Linked DNA regions of Mus musculus: all the other regions are linked to region 1. The links are chromatin contacts, called in public Hi-C and HiChIP or PLAC-seq maps. All regions are on one chromosome and are shown on one strand. The core of a region is the stretch at or near the end of the contact, and the rest is flanking DNA. Distances in the headings are between cores, read along the strand shown. Region 1 holds the start of Comtd1 (catechol-O-methyltransferase domain containing 1). Region 2 overlaps Kcnma1 (potassium large conductance calcium-activated channel, subfamily M, alpha member 1). Region 3 holds the start of Plau (plasminogen activator, urokinase).

The links. Hi-C and Micro-C count contacts between places; a contact is called where the count stands out from the background. HiChIP or PLAC-seq counts read pairs in DNA pulled down with a chosen protein or histone mark.
Region 2: a Hi-C map of nephron progenitors shows a contact between it and region 1, with 6 times the contacts expected there. The contact joins the enhancer-like site here to the promoter of Comtd1 in region 1. A contact is called at or near these places in 3 of 39 promoter capture datasets (cranial neural crest, frontonasal cranial neural crest and maxillary cranial neural crest), 10 of 484 Hi-C or Micro-C datasets (the G1E-ER4 cell line, the HL-1 cell line, adipose-derived mesenchymal stem cells and 5 more), 4 of 115 datasets of contacts at active chromatin or transcription factors (astrocytes, embryonic stem cells, large pre-B cells and 1 more) and 3 of 9 other capture datasets (embryonic stem cells, embryonic tail and embryonic trunk).
Region 3: a FOXA1 HiChIP or PLAC-seq map of pancreatic cancer cells shows a contact between it and region 1. The contact joins the promoter of Plau here to the promoter of Comtd1 in region 1. A contact is called at or near these places in 3 of 39 promoter capture datasets (embryonic stem cells, hippocampal neurons and pre-B cells), 1 of 115 datasets of contacts at active chromatin or transcription factors (pancreatic cancer cells) and 1 of 9 other capture datasets (pancreatic islet).

Annotation. Positions count from the first base shown.
Region 1 is chr14:21,846,372-21,851,514 of GRCm38.p6, forward strand. It overlaps Comtd1 (catechol-O-methyltransferase domain containing 1), which reads right to left and starts at 2,539. Exons shown (of 7, transcript NM_026965.2): 1 at 2,408-2,539; 2 at 2,170-2,297; 3 at 1,839-1,944; 4 at 1,631-1,749; 5 at 1,502-1,556; 6 at 1,243-1,376; 7 at 1-1,056. The coding sequence starts at 2,501. The coding sequence ends at 904. It overlaps A430057M04Rik (RIKEN cDNA A430057M04 gene), which reads left to right and starts at 1,207. Exons shown (of 3, transcript NM_176925.3): 1 at 1,207-2,708; 2 at 3,263-3,366. The coding sequence starts at 2,500.
Region 2 is chr14:23,529,558-23,534,700 of GRCm38.p6, forward strand. Kcnma1 (potassium large conductance calcium-activated channel, subfamily M, alpha member 1) reads right to left here. Exons shown (of 28, transcript NM_001253364.1): 7 at 662-737. Among named protein-coding and RNA genes, the nearest start is that of 5430425E15Rik, 22 kb to the left of the region's middle. Within about 2 kb of position 2,259, at least 9 of the 459 cell types and tissues checked have an H3K27ac peak or open chromatin away from gene starts, as enhancers often do. A contact at or near this core is called in nephron progenitors and palatal mesenchyme, where this site is marked.
Region 3 is chr14:20,833,823-20,838,965 of GRCm38.p6, forward strand. It overlaps Plau (plasminogen activator, urokinase), which reads left to right and starts at 2,840. Exons shown (of 11, transcript NM_008873.3): 1 at 2,840-2,912; 2 at 3,227-3,313; 3 at 3,788-3,818; 4 at 3,956-4,063; 5 at 4,691-4,865. The coding sequence starts at 3,257.

The DNA.
Region 1 (5,143 bases), core at 1,289-3,788:
AGTGGACTCATGTGGGCTACCAGTGCATCAAAGGCACTTCAAAATGGATTGGACCAGGTCCCCTGTGTGCACCTCAGTATGTACTTGTGACTTGTGAAGAAGGGGTAGGGCACAGCTAGTCCCCAGAGGGTTGGTGGTGTGTGGCAGGGACTCAGTTGTGGGCTCACACATCTGTACTTGTAGCAGCTGCTAAGTGCACATCACTTGGGCCTTTCTTACCCCAGAGTGGCAAACCTGTGGTGTCCCAGAAACTGTCCTTTCTGCCTCAGTACAAAGAACTTTACCTTTCTTCTAGAGCAGCAAAGCACCAGGCCTCAGGTCAATAAAGGTTGGCTCCTTATAGTGTCCCCCAAAAGGACAGTGCTGCAAAAGCTTCAAGTTCCTGAGGTTTCTTGAATGAGGTTGGCTTCCCACTCTGTCTGCTTTGCACCTTGGCCATCAGTCTCCTCCCTTAGGACTTAAGGGGATGAGGGAGCAGATAGAAATGCCAGCCAACCTTAGGTCCTGTAGTCTGGGCTTCCACTGCACACAAGTTAGGCTGGGGAGGCTTCAGCCCTGTGAAAACATGAGTAGACTGCCAGCTATAAAAGGCCCTATCTCGACATCTCTGTGGCATGTGGCTGGGAGGCCAGAGACAGATAGGGTCTTCCCTTATATCCAAGCCTGTTGGAACTCTACTCAGTGAGTACAGCTAGGACAATTTATTAAAACTATGCGGTCAGATAAGGCCACAAGCCTTGGTGCCAGGGAGACCTGCAGGGAGGGAACCCTCCACCAAGTGAACGCTGGAAGAGGATGCTCAGAAGGTCGCGTGTCCAGTACCTTTATTGTCAGGTTTAAAAGTCAGGTCACTGGCTGGGGGTCTTAGGTTCTCACACCCAGGCCCTAAGCTTCGTGTTAACCCTAGATCTTAAAGGCCAAGGAGAGGCCATCATCCAGGGGCAGGAGGCTGATGTAGACCCTGGCGTCCCTCAGGATGCGTTCGTTCAGGTTCCGCACACATTCAACAGTCTTGTTCCTGGGCTGAGGCTGCAGCACTTCTCCGCGCCACAGGACCTACAGATGGAGGGGCGGGGCCGTCGGAAGTGGGGGGTAGCCGACCCAGAGCTTTAGCCAGGAGGGGCGGGACCTATGATACTCTGGGTGGGCTTTGGGGCGGGGCTGGGGGGTGGGGTGGGAAGAGCTGAGAAGAGTGGGTACCCAGCCACAAGAAGCAGCAGTTTTGCCTTAGCTAGTCCTTACTCTGAGTACAGCGAGCACGCCTCCGGGACGTAGGAGCTGCAGACAGCGCTCGTAGTAGGCGGTACAGTTCTCTTTGTCCGCGTCCACCACGGCTATGTCGAAGGTTCCGGCCTCGCCCGCCGCTAGGAGCTCATCTTAACAGGGACAGAGGGCATGTGCCGCTGGCTGAGCTAGGGTCTCAGCGGGCTGCTCAGGGTCGCCAGTTTTGTTCCCCGGGGTTGGACAGTGCTGTCTGGGTCCCTCCCGCACTGGTGCTCACCCAATGTCTGCAGGGCGGGCTGCAGCCGAAGGTCGATCTTCTGCTCCACTTCTGCCTGCGGAAGGAGGCCGGTCAGGCCGGCACGCCCCCGAGCCGGAGCCCGAACGGCCGCAGGTGTGGGGCTCTCACCTGCTTCCACATGGGCCGTCCCAGCTTCGGGGGCTCTGCGTCAACCTCGCAGGTCACCACGCGGCCAGCCTCCGGAAGCGCCAAGGCTAGGGCCAGGGCCGAGTAGCCCGTGAAAGTACCTGTGGAAGGGGACACTGTCAAGCTCAGTTCAGGGTGCAGGGCTGCCCTGTGACCCTGGTTTCCAGAGACCATGGCTGCGTGTTCCTACCCAGATCCAGAGCTTTCTTGGCCTTAATGAGCCGCGCCAGGTTGGCCAGAAGCTGGGCCTGTTCACAGGTCATCATGGAATCCCCCTGCGGCTGCTCCAGGGTCAGCTGTGTGGGGAGAGGGAGGTGCCATTCATACCAGTCACCCCCCCCACCTCCCCCCTGAGGTTTTGAATCATTCAGGGGCTCGGTGGCGGGTGTGGCCTAGAGGGGACAGGTCTCAGGGAACCCGGAAGCCCAGAGAGGGTTTCTGCCTAGCTCAAGGTCACACAGCCACGTGAGGTCCACCACGCTGGAAGTGGGGAGCCGGTTCTCGGTCCCAGTCCTACTGACCAGTCGCAGGCTCCGCAGCGCCGGGTGCTCTCTCATGGAGCGGCTCAGCAGATACTGCCACAGGGGATTGTCCTCAGGTGGCAGCAGGCGCTCTTGCCGCCTGGACCCCCATGGAGGCCACCGTTTCCCTGCCGGGGAGAGGGTGCCGAGTCAGGGCCTGCATTTCTGACCGGGTTCTCCGGCTCTTCTCCGCGCCCTCCTCCCATTCCCCGGACTGCAGCAGCCCAGCCCAGCTCACCCAGCAAGAGACCAGTAGCGAAGGCGGCGCCCAGCGCGGCCGAGCCCAGGGCCAGTGCGGCTGGGATAGATAGCCGAGGGACGGGCTGAGCCATGGTGCAGGTTAGCAGCGGCGGCGGAGGTCACGTGTGCTGGAGTAGCGAGGATGGGACTGGGACCAGTAAGCCGACAGGGCTCCACCTTGTCCGGGCCCTGCCCACAGAGCCGCGTCCTCGGGCACCATCTGGTGACACATGGCCGTATTGCAAGGTCAGGCTGAGAACATCTCGCCACCCGGTGGCTGCATGCGGAACTGCGTCGGGGTATGGAGTCATCTCTGCACCAGGGCTCTTGTGAGCATGGGGAGAGGGGATAAAGTGAGTGTGGCTAATGGAGGAATCCAAAGAGACTCGGGAATGCTTGCTGGAGGGGTGCCCAAGTTAAAGGAACCAAGAACCTGGTTTAGAGTCACCTGGTTTCCAAGACAGTATCCTTAGTGGCTGGGATGCTGGGTGTAGCTTTTTTGTGTGACGGTCCGTCTTTCCGAGTCTGTTTCTTTTCTGTAAAGCAGGTATTACAGCCTTACTACGATAGGCACGGGATTCCTCGCATAGTAGGTGCTCAATAGTGGTACTTGCTGTTATGGTCATTGGCTAGAGAGGGTTCCTTGGGAAGCGGTAGCATCTTGGCAGGCAGCAGCTGAGTTCCCCTTGCAAGGCTATCTGCTAGACCGGTGTTCCCTAGACATTTATTGAATATCTACTATATGCTGAACTCTGGTGGAAGCAAAAGACTGTGGTAGTTTATGACTTGGAAACAACTGGACAGGTACAACTGGAATGCAGTTCAAGTGTTACTGTCCCTCTTTTTTCTACAGTGAAATCCTTTCTAGACTTCGCTCACAGGAGACTCTGCTGACCTGCCCTCAGGGACCTAGCAATTGCTTAAGGCATCACCTGCCCCGCCCCCCACGTACGACAGGTATGTGCCACAGATAAAAAGACCCCCACCCCACTCCAGTCCTTTGGCCCCCTTCCCCCCTCCCCTGGCTTCATTCCCATCTGTCTGTCTACATAGCCACTTGCCAGCCTCTAGTCCTCTTCTCCCAGTAAACCCCCTTTATACCAGAACTGTTGCACAGTGTAATTTCTCAGGGGTGCACCTTGCCTCGGGCCACCAAGAATACTGTCTTGCAGAGTTATATTTCACAACACTCACTGCACACAACACCCGATGGAGTTCCGGTTGAAAACACCCGCACAGTGTGCCTCACACACAGGCTTAGTAGGCTATTGGTGCTGTCTTTAAGAGCTGGAGTCCACAGGGCCTCAGAGGTGGTTGCCCTGGAAGTCTGTTTCTTAACAACACTGGCCAGGCCCGGAGACCCTCCGGAGGCAGGCAGACAGGTGCAGGATCAGTGAGAGAGCCCTAGACCTGGCCAACTGAAGCCAATGCTGCTAGAATCCCGGGCCTCGGAGGTGAGGGCAGGTCTCCAATCACAATCAGGGTAGACTGGCTTCTTGACCTATCAGCATCTGTGCAGGGTGCAGGCAAACAGGAGGGGAACCTACTTTCTCTAGGGGCAGGGCGGGATCTCAGCTGCTTCTCCTAACTGCTCCTGGAACAGGCCCCTTAGACAAGCTCTTTCTTCTTGTTGACTCTCAATGACTTGAGAGTCCTGAAAATATCTCTGAGTTTGAGTCATGCTCTCCAGGTAAGGCCCGAAGAAATGTGAGTTCCTTTAGGGCTGAGCACACAGCAGGCACTAAATACGTGCTGGCGGGGCCACACTGCGGCCAGTGATAACAACGGGGCCACACTGCGGCCAGTGATAACAACGTGACAACCGGAAGCTGTTACTTAGCACCTGCTGGGTACCAGGTGCTCAACACCCAGCCATCCCTTGAAGCAGCGGTGTTGTTCCAATTTTCAAGAGAAGGAAAGTCCTGAATTGATCATCTCTCCGAGCTCACTGCCTAGCGCCTTGCCCTCCTAAATTTCCACCGTCTTTATCAGTACCTCCCTGGGACGCACACAGAGGGAAGAGGCAGCCGTGTCCCCGCTAGGCCTCTTCAGCGGGCTTGTGGCACCGAGTCCTTGTCCTTAGCCGGAGCCCTCTTCCCCATATCTGGGGACCGGGATGGCTTGCAAGTTCTCAGTGCATCTCACAGCCTTCCTCCTGCAACCTGGCTCCAGGCAGGAGCGGTGGAGGTGGGGGAAGCGGGCGAGGAGGGAGCCATGTCACCATATATCCCAGTCAGATTAAAAAACTAATTTGAAAAGATTAATGCCTTCCATTCCTGTTACGCTGGCTCTGATACCTCTGGGCCTGTGGCCGCTCTGCCTCCTGATTATTGAATTTTTATGGCCTGGTAATTAATTGCAGATTCCCTGTTTTGTTCTATTTCTTTTTCTCTGACATTTTAATTTCAACAGAAAGCACTGGTCTCTATGCAGATTCTCTCTGGAGACCCTAATGGTCTATAAAACAGAATGACTTATTCACGTGGCACCCACTTCAGCTGGCGAGCGATTGTTTGAAACCTTGCTGATCACGCAAAATTTAATTTTCCCACCTCCCTCTCCTTTTGGTCTTCATCTCTTGTCTCTTCCTATGCAGGGACAGTGCCTCTCGATCTTTTGCAGGGCCTTGTTGTAGGAGGCTGAGTCTAAAGTCAAGGCAGGGTTTGATCCCTTTCTTTGGCAGTGGGTTCGGAACTGGGTGCATGCAGATAAATGGGCATGTCTGGCCAAATTG
Region 2 (5,143 bases), core at 1,009-3,508, 1.7 Mb after region 1:
TATGCTAAGTTTTATAGTCTGGTGGGGGCTTCTTCTGATTGTAACAGTTTATGTGCAGATGAAATGTACATTTCATAGTAACTATTCTCTCTGAAAGCAGGCTAGAGAACTCTGCCTTGGGGAGGTAGGAAAGGTTTGACTTGGTAATAGCATTCAAAGAGTCATTAGTTTTTAAAAACAAAAAAACAAAAACAAAACCATTTGGGGGTTTTGAAACGACTTGAGAAGTCATCTAGCAAGACAGTCAAAAGCAGCTTTTTTGTGCGAGAGAAGTAGGGACAGATCCCAGGATTTGCATTTGTTGTTTACAAAGAGCTGTTGAAGTTCAAACTTTCAGTATAGGTGCCAGACTTTTCCTGGGCGTTTGCTGTGGAAGCACTGCCATCTTGTGGCCTTCTGAGGTTATTGCATACAGAGTGAAAAACTAGGCAAGTCTCCCTGAAGCAATACAGGTGAAGCTGAAAGATGTCGGTTGGTCCTAGGAACATTACTCACTATTTGGAACCAGTTTGAGGGGTGGAAGTTAAGGGTAGGGAATTCTGAAAATTGAGTAGCTTGTCCCACTTTCCTGTATGTACAGCTAAACTTGTCTCTTTCCAAGAAAACAAATGTTAAGTAATAAAACGGCCTAGCAAGGGCCTGCTCCATGCCAGCTACTTACCAAGTGGATGAATCCAGCTGCAGTCAGCCACGTGCTGATAAATATGGAGAGCAGATTCACCAGCTTGATGGAGTTACTGTACAAAGGAGACAAGAAGAGTCCCAAAGTTACAGAGAGAAGACCCGTATGGAACTGCCCGATGGTGTCACAGTCTCCCTTCTGGGGCAGAAGCAGGCTGCTGTCATCATAAGGAAATTTGACTCAGGGGAGAAACATTGGTCAGGAATGAGGCTCTCAACAGAGTCTGTAGGAAAATCACAGCCAGACCCTACATTAACCCCTCAAACGTTGCTAAAACTTAACTTGTCTAAAACAAAACCCTTCAAATATATATTAAAAAGAAACCAGAGAGAAGAGTAAATAAAATTTGTGTATCCTTCACCTAAATTGACATTTCCCCATGACTTCATCATCTCTGCAAGTATGTCTTATTTTCTTCAGTGTGATAATTCTTTCTGGTTGTATTTGTTTTGTTTGAGCCATTGTGTTGTGGACATCACCGCCCAACCTCTAATCACCGCGGCATTCTGCTCCGAAGAGCAGACACCATGCAGTAGAATCTGGACACATCTGTATATCAGAAAACGAACTGAATTCAGCAATGCGATCTAGCATACAATCCCAATTTAAATGCCAGTTGTCCTGAAGTTATATTTAATGGTGTTTCCATCACGTTCATCTTGCAGAAAAGAACTCTGTCTCCCACCTCCTGTTCTCCCATTCCCGGCCCTATGCAGCCTGTGGTGCTTTGAATAGGTATGGCCCCCATACATTCATGTGTTTGAATGCTTGGCCCAGAGGAAGCACTATTAGGAGGTGTGGCCTTGTTGAAGTGGGTGTGGTTTTGTTGGAGAAAGTGTGCCGCTGTAGGGGTGAGCTTTGAGATCTCATATGCTCCAGCTATGCCCAGTGTGGTACACAGTCACTTCTACTGCCTGTGGATCAAGACGTACAACTCTCAGCCCATTCACCAGCACCACATCTGCCCGCAGGCTGCCATGCTTCCCACCATGATGATAATGGACTGAACGTCTGAACTTTAAGGCAGCCCCAATTAAATGTTTTCCTCTATAAGGGTTACTGCCGTCAGAATATCTCTTCACAGCAACAGAAACCCTAAGACACAACCCCCGCAGAAGCTAATCCTTCTCTTTGGGTAATCCATCTATGGTAACACTGCCCTCTTTCTGCCTATTTCTTTCTCTTGGGTAATATATTATCTACTTTCTAATGGCTTAGAAGGTTAACAATGGTGACATCTGAGACTTTCACAGTATGTACGCAGTGCACCCACACACCATCATGCTGATGTTTGATGTATACTGACTAATTTCTCATAGGATCCTTCAAGATCATCTGGGGGAACTGGGAAACTGACAAGTTTAGTTCAGTAGGCCCCACAGTTGGAGATGGAAATGTGGCCATTTCAGCCACTTTCAGATCTATTACTGCACAGCCACAGTGTCATGTCAGTGGCATTGATGGCTGCTAGCTTTTGGATCCTGAGCATACCGCTAAAAGGGCAGGATGGAGGCTGTTGTTGCTCAGCCTGGGGAATTCGTAAGGGAGGCCTCCTAACAAAGGCTGCGATCATGTTTCCTGGGTGGAGCATGAGGAATGGAGCTTTCTCTGCTTGTATTTATATAACTGAAGAGAGGAATCCAAGTTCCCGGTTTGCCTGGCATTGATTCTGACAGTTCAGGACAAGAATGAGTAAACACTTCCAAAGTTGTGGGTGAAACTAGCCTTTTGAGGTGTGTGGGATGACATCCTCGGGGTTGGAAACCATATGCCAGCAAAACAGCAGACTGTCCATCCTGGGCATCTTGGTCCTCGCCAGGATCACCCACCATTTGTGGTCCCTGAGGACTGCTGGGGCTTTTTGATGTACTAAGTATTTGCTTGCGTCCTCCCCCTCTTCACTCTTTCTGCTAATGCAGGTGGTAGGTGAGAACACCACTGTCACTCACTATTGAGGAAACCGAGCATTAGGGGGTGTAGATAGCTTGCCTGGGAATCACAGCTACAAGTGGCAGGCCTCATCTAAGTAGCTTGGGAACACACTATAGGAAGCCTCAGGGATCCTCTTTTCCCTTACCCTGTAGTTTGCCCATCATCACTTCCTAACGACCAATCTCCCCACAGCTACTGACATGGGAGACCAAGGTGTCCACCAAGGACTTCCTTTACTAAATAATCCAGTGGAATTCAGCCAACATCAACATCAGCCAACAGAGAAGCCTGCCAGAGTTTTCAGGAACTTTGTGGAAGAGAGTTCTAATCCATCTCAGATACAATCCTTGAGAAGACCTCCAGAGAACAAACCCAAAAGAGATGAAGAGAGGAGCAGAATCTTAAGGAGGGAAGCTGACAGCCTGAGTGCAGATATGCCAAAAGTCTGTCACTCCCTCTGGGACCCAGTCACTCTGCCACTTGCCTAGACACAATTGAAATGGCTCACATCTAGAATGTTCTCAGAGAACATACGAATTGGCCATATCCGCCCACTTTGTGACCTGATACGGTTAGCTCCAGGGCTCTGGATGCTGTGGTATGAAGCTAGCACTCCCAAGCACAAGGCTGCTTGTGCTAACTCCTGACCTTCAAGCCTTTTCCAGACATCTCAATGAGTCACTCTGTGCTTCACCTCATATCAAGCGAAGTTCTCTGACAGAGAATGGAATTGCCAACTGAAAAAACAGAAGTTTGAGGCTTACCCTGTCTCATCAGCTATGTTACCACTAAACCTTGCTCCAGGCAAATTTCTCAATGGAAAATCAAAGCAGAGCAGCCCATTCCCCTGTCTCTCCCTTTCGAGCCCCCTAAGACGTGATCTGATATTGAAGAGAAGCAAGTAGTAGGGAGAGCAGGTAGCCTATGGCAGAGAGAGGAGAGGCATGTGCTGCTCTCTATTTCCAGGGGAGAATTCAACACCTAATTGAGTCACTTACAGACTCCCAGATCCTCAGGGCCTGCGAAAGCACTGCACCATCAAAAACCATGCAGAGTCTTTTCAAGATATTAAATCTACTGACGTCTCTTGGTGCTTTGGGGAAATGGCCTAAATATGGTGATTATTAATCTCTAAATGATTGTCACTGGGACATTAATGGTGCTTAAGGGAGCTCTTGCTGAGTGCAGAACATTTAATCACCACTGCTGAGACAGACCAGGTTTGTTGTGGAAATCTGATTAATTGTATGACATCAGCAACATCACAGATTGTTCGCACGAGGAAGTGGACTTCCAAGCTGAACCCTATGACCAAGTTAATATCTGAAAGCTATGTAGAAAACCTGCAAGATTAACCCCAATGATGGGTGTTCTCTGTCCGCTGGGATGTGGACTTTGACATCTGGAAGATGACTGCTTCAAAGGAGGGAGGGGTTGCCAGCAGAAGACATTGAGTATTTGTGGCAAAAAGAGTCATTGGAGATGGCTATCTGCAGCCTTCCTGGCCAAGCCCAAAGGCTTGAATCAAACATGAAATTATCAGTAGTTAGAGTGGCACTGACCATGCAGAGTCTAGCTCCTTGCTTTGAAGGAGAGATTGTGATCCGATCATGAAAACCTGCCCCCTCTTTTTGTAAGTGTCATTTCTGTGTTTTTATGGAAACTTGTGAATTCCCATACATGAATTCTCCGTGGCTGTTCTGGTTTGGTATATGTCTTAGTTACTTTTCTGTTGCTATCATAAGATACCAGGACTAAAGCAATTGATAGAAAAAAAGCATTTATTGGGGCAAGTCCATAGCCATTATGTCTGGGAGCATGGCAGCAGATATGCAGGTATGGCCCTAGAGCAAAAGCTGGGAGGATCCATCCTTATCACTAGGCAAGGGGAAGGGACTGGTGTGGCCTTTGACACTTCAAAGTAACACACCTCCTTCAACAAGGCCCCACCTCTCAATCCCTCCCAAACAGTTCTACCAAACTAGAAACAAGTATTCAAATACATGAGCCTCTAGAATCCATTCTTATTCAAACCACCACAGGAGGACATGTTTCCCAAGGGCTCATAGGTTAAGAGGACTTGTTCCTCACCTGGTGATACTATTTTGGGAGAGTCTGAAAACTTTAGGAAATGGGGCTTAGATGGAGGAAGTAGGTTAGAAATATTAGAAGCCATGTATTCCTGGTGGCTACATCTTGTCTCTGATGTCTTCTCCCATTTTCTACTTATTTTCCCTCTCTCTAGGTAGCTATGAGGTGACCAACTTTGCTTTCTCAGGACACTCCACTTTGCCACCAGGCAGGAGCAACAAGGCTAGCCAACCATGGGTCAGAAACCTCTGAAACTCTGAGCTCAAATAATTTTCCTTGCTTATGTTGTTTTCTCAGGAATTTTGGCACAGTCTGACTAACACTGAACTCCAGTCATTGATATGGGTGGACAGAGTGATTCATCAATAGGCAAGCGATAGTCTGACTGATCAGTGACCTTTCCCAGGACCCCTAGGTGCTGGGAGAGAGTCTGATTTC
Region 3 (5,143 bases), core at 1,590-4,089, 1.0 Mb before region 1:
AAGACTGCAAAGGGAAGAAGTGCTTTTATATCTTTATGTCTTTTATATTTATATATTTCCTTAATGCAACACCTATTCATTATAGGTAACTTGGAGTTAGTCACTAATGTGTATAACACACACACACACACACACACACACACACAAAGAGAGAGAGAGCTTCAAAGCTCCCTGTTACTTTTCTCTGTTCTGCATTCACTGATTCACTCACAATTAAGCACCTCTGTGGTTAAGACATGTAGCAAATGATGAGGGAGGGGCAGATATCTAAGACCTGTTCTTTGCCTCCAAAGAGTTGAAAGTCTAACACAGACTGCACCAAAAATAGAGATTTCAGAGAGTCTAAAGACTAACCAGGAGAAAGGCAGTTCTGTGATGAGTTGGAGGCACGAGGATTGTTCATCCAGGTGAAGAAGTGGCGGTAGAAGGAGGAAGAGGGCTATCACACTGCATAGCGGTCTCTGGCCAGGAGGAAATGAGGTCATCTTGCTCTCAAAGAATCAGCATGACAGCCTCCAGCCAAGTAATCCGGAGTCATGAGAGCTGTTGGGGGGGCCATGTGAATCACGACAGCCTGCTGGGAATTTCCTAATAACTAAACTAGAGTTTCGGGGTAAATCCTCAGGCTGTAACACCTCTGTTTACATTTTGATCACGTTTGTTTACAATTAGTGGCTTCTTAAACATAAACATAACTGGCCACAGTCTTCTAAAGGAAGTAGCAAGTTGCCTCTGAGATCTATGGAATCTCTGATTCAGTGGTCCTGTGGGTTGCTAGCAGCTCAGCTGCGCAAGGAAAACGTATTCTGAAGAACGATGGTCACCTGCCTACCCAAAGCTGGGTATTCAATGTGTACTTTCCTATCCAGAGGTTGGCATTCTGGGCCACTGGCTGGGGTAAAGTCAAGCAGCCTCCTCCTTCCTACCTCCTGGCATTCTTTTCCAAGGTCCAGGTTGACAGTAAAATGTTGTAGGCTCAGGCTTATGGAAATAAAGCAAAGCTGGGGCACTAATGAATGGTGCGGGCTCAGGCACCTCTTCTGTGGAAGGAGCATCAAAATGACCACTGGTCCTTGGCTCTGAGGCACATGTTGCAGTGACTGACCCTTGGAATCTTTTCTGAGCACTCCCTACTTTGCCTGAGGGGTGTGTGCATGTGTGCATGTGTGCATGTGTGCAAGTGTGTGCATGAGGGAGGGTGCTTTGTCTTCAAGATGTTCAGGGCTCATTTATACATGACCTGTCTTTATATAAGCCTATTTTATTAGATAAATTATTAGATAAATAATTGTTTTCGTCTTAACGTGATGATGTAAAATGCTGAACACAAGTGCATTTACAGTGTGGAATTGGCAACAGAAGAGATGGCTAGGCTCACACCCAAAAATAAAATGTGTAATTATTTTTTTAGAATGGCTGATACGAGGACGTGTTTAAAGTTTTTAAAACAGTGTGAAATAGTATTCAGTGAAAAATAAACATTCCTTTTATCTTTTCCTTCAGACCCACAGCCTCTCTACTACAAGGGAAGAGCAGACACCCCCACTGTTGTTGCATGTTGATAGCCCACACTAACGAGGTTTGAGTATTCCTTGCTTTTTTTTTCTATCCTGTTACAATGTACTGTTCATGTTACTGTTCACATCACTGACTGCTCTTCCAGAGGTCCTGAGTTCAATTCCCAGCAGCCACATGGTGGCTCATGACCACCTACAATGGGATCTGGTACTCTTTTCTGGTGTGTCTGAAGAGAGGACTGTGCACTCGCATACATAAAATAAATAAATCTTTAAAAAAAAGACACCCCCCCTTGATTGCTTATTTGTGTCTGTGTGCAACCACAATACCAGTGAGGTATGCACTCAGTCCTGATCTATGATCCTCTGTATTGGTTGTATTCTTTTCCAGACAAATAAATGGATTGTTCATTATAGGCATTTTTCAAAAGACCCATTGACACTTCCATAGCAGCTGCTGTGCCAAGACTTTGCTCCCACAATCCTAACATAGTAACCATTACTGCTTTTTTAAAAATCATAATTATTTTTGAGGATTTCACTATGTAAATTAGTCTGGGCTTGAACTCGCAGAGATCCACCTGCCTCTTCCTCCCTAGTGTTTAGATAAAAGACGTGCACCATTAAGTCTGGCCCTTGCCATAAATTTTAAAATTGTCTTTCAAAGATTGACCTTAAACCAAACAGCAAATCTGAATAAAATCTGACCTTGCCTTTCACCTTCTGATGACAGTATTACACTCCCTGACGACAAACTTCACTCTTGTCTTCTGATTCACTGCTTGCATTAGTGGCATTTGGAGAACTCAGCATTTGACATGTGGGAGCCTTTGTTAGTAGGTATTTTTTGTTGTAAAGGAACTGCGACTTATACCCCTCTATCAGACATCTGAATCAGTGTCGTAGGCAGGTAGGGGGACAGGTTGGAGAAGAACTGATTAAACCACTAAGGAAGAGGCTTGAGATCAGCGAGCCAATGGCTGGAGCGCCCTCACCACGCTACACTGGGGCCGCACTAGGTGAATGAAAGAAAGGAAGAATGTTCAAGCCGCCGGATCATCGCTCGATCCAGACAGACTGCGTTAAGTTTGCTCAGCTGGAAATTCCGTGACTTCGTCAAAGTTGGGAAGCAAGCGCGGTCCAGTTGCGGTGGGATGCAGGAAAAGGAAAAGGAGAGAGAGAGAGAGAGAGAGAGAGAGAGAGAGAGAGAGAGAGAGAGAGAGAGAGAGAGAGAGAGAGAGAGAGCCGCCCTCCAGCAAACCTGGGCGGGGCCAGGGCTCTGGCGGGCCCTAATAAAGGGCGAGCAGCGCCGAGCAGAGCCTGTAGCCCCAGAGCTCTGTCTGTCATCCATCCAGTCCTTGCGTGTCTGCCAGCGCCCTTCCGCTGCAGTCACCGGTGAGTGCTGTTGGTCTGAAGCAAGCCTAGCGGGATGAGGCAGCCAGGGCTCCCGCATGCCTCCCTTCCCACTACCTTGGCTGGCGGAACTGTGGGCAAGGTCACCACTCCAGCCCTTCGCGCCCCTCTACAGAGAGGTTCCATGGTGTTGTGCGGATTCAGAGCCCGCAGAGGGGAGAGACTGCCCGGCTTGGGGAGGTTGGTCACTGATGGCTTGCCCCGCAGGACACCTGGAGTGGCTTCCCTTGGTCTGTAGTAACTCTGCCACCTTCAAGCTGCTCCGCTTCTTGTCCTGACTTCTCCTTCCTTTGCAGAACTGCTGTCTAGAGCCCAGCGGCACTACCATGAAAGTCTGGCTGGCGAGCCTGTTCCTCTGCGCCTTGGTGGTGAAAAACTCTGAAGTGAGTGGTCTCGCTGCTTTAGCACCATCAGGAAGGGGCTTGCAGGATCCCTTAAGCAGCATCAGGGGAAAAATGGGGGCTGCACGGGGAACTTAGGCATCAAAGGCAGGTCCAGGCTTTCCCAGGAAATAGGACAATGTATCAGCGGAGGGCTTGTGCACCCAAAGAGGTTTGCACTATCTGGCAAGGGAGGAAGAAGCCACGGGGAGTGCCTTAGCCCAAGGGCACCTGGTTTGTGTGAAGTTTGCTTGAGTCAGTCCATGTCTGGGTGCTGGCTAGTAATAAACAGAAAGGGGAGAGACAGACAGGGGTGGGGTGGGAGAAAGAGAGAGAGAGAGAGAGAGAGAGAGAGAGAGAGAGAGAGAGAGAGAGAATATTATGAGTGAATGAATATCACTGGAAGGGATTTTGAGGTGGGGACCTGTTTATCCTGAACATGAATTCCCTAGAGCATGTCACCTTCATCTCTTGCAGGGTGGCAGTGTACTTGGAGCTCCTGATGAATGTGAGTATCTGCTTCCTTGCACAATAGTTGGCTGCACAGAGACCCTTGAAAAACCTTAGGAGACATACCCTCCCTGTCCCTGCTGAAAGGCTGGCTCCCCACTTGATCCTTGCTTACCCCTCCTTTGCATTTGCTAGCAAACTGTGGCTGTCAGAACGGAGGTGTATGCGTGTCCTACAAGTACTTCTCCAGAATTCGCCGATGCAGCTGCCCAAGGAAATTCCAGGGGGAGCACTGTGAGATAGGTATGGGGATTTGGACTTGGAATGTGGGAGTGGGGGAGGACCAGAGATCTTAGAACAGGGACAGATGGGTGGGATGCAGAAGCAGGCAGAAGCTGGCCTTGGAGGTGTGGGTCTGTTACCCCAGCACTTAGGAGGAGACTGAAGCCTGGCCTCCATAGTAAGTCCTTGTCTCAAAAGGCGGGCGAGGCGCAGCTAGAGAGACAGCTTAGTGATTAAGAACACTGGCTGCTCTTCTAGACATCCTATAGTTTGAGTTTCAGCACCCATAGAGGTGGGTTACAGCCATCTGTACCCCCAGTCCCAGAGAATCTGATGCCCTCTTCTGACCTCTTCCAGCCCAAGTGACATACATGGTGTACAGATATACATGGAGGAAAAACACTCATACACATAAAATAAGCAAACAAACAAACAAAACAGGCAGCAGAAGTTGGGAGTCACACACACACACACACACACACACACACACACACACACACACTCATGAAGTAGTGGCTATACAAGTGTGAAAAAAAAGGGTGAATCTCCCTCATATCACCTGACAGGTCTGAAACCGTGTCACCTCTGAAATGCCTGTCCAAACCGCCTCCCTTTTCTAATACTCTGCACTCCTCAAATCATTTCTAGATGCATCAAAAACCTGCTATCATGGAAATGGTGACTCTTACCGAGGAAAGGCCAACACTGATACCAAAGGTCGGCCCTGCCTGGCCTGGAATGCGCCTGCTGTCCTTCAGAAACCCTACAATGCCCACAGACCTGATGCTATTAGCCTAGGCCTGGGGAAACACAATTACTGCAGGTAGGTGGTGACTGAGTACCAAGAATCCTTCCCAAGGGGGATAGGGAGGTGGCTCAGCAGTTAAGAGCACAGACTGCCTTTCCAGAGCACCTAGTTTGATTCCCAGCATCTACAGGGCAGCTCGTGACAGTCTTTAACACCTGTTCTAGAGGATCCGATACCCTCTTCTGGCCTCACTGGGCAGGCATGCACTGTCATGAATATAGGAAAACACTTATACACATTAAAAACAACAACATCCCTTCCCCCATCGTGGCCTCTTAGAAACCTTTGTTATC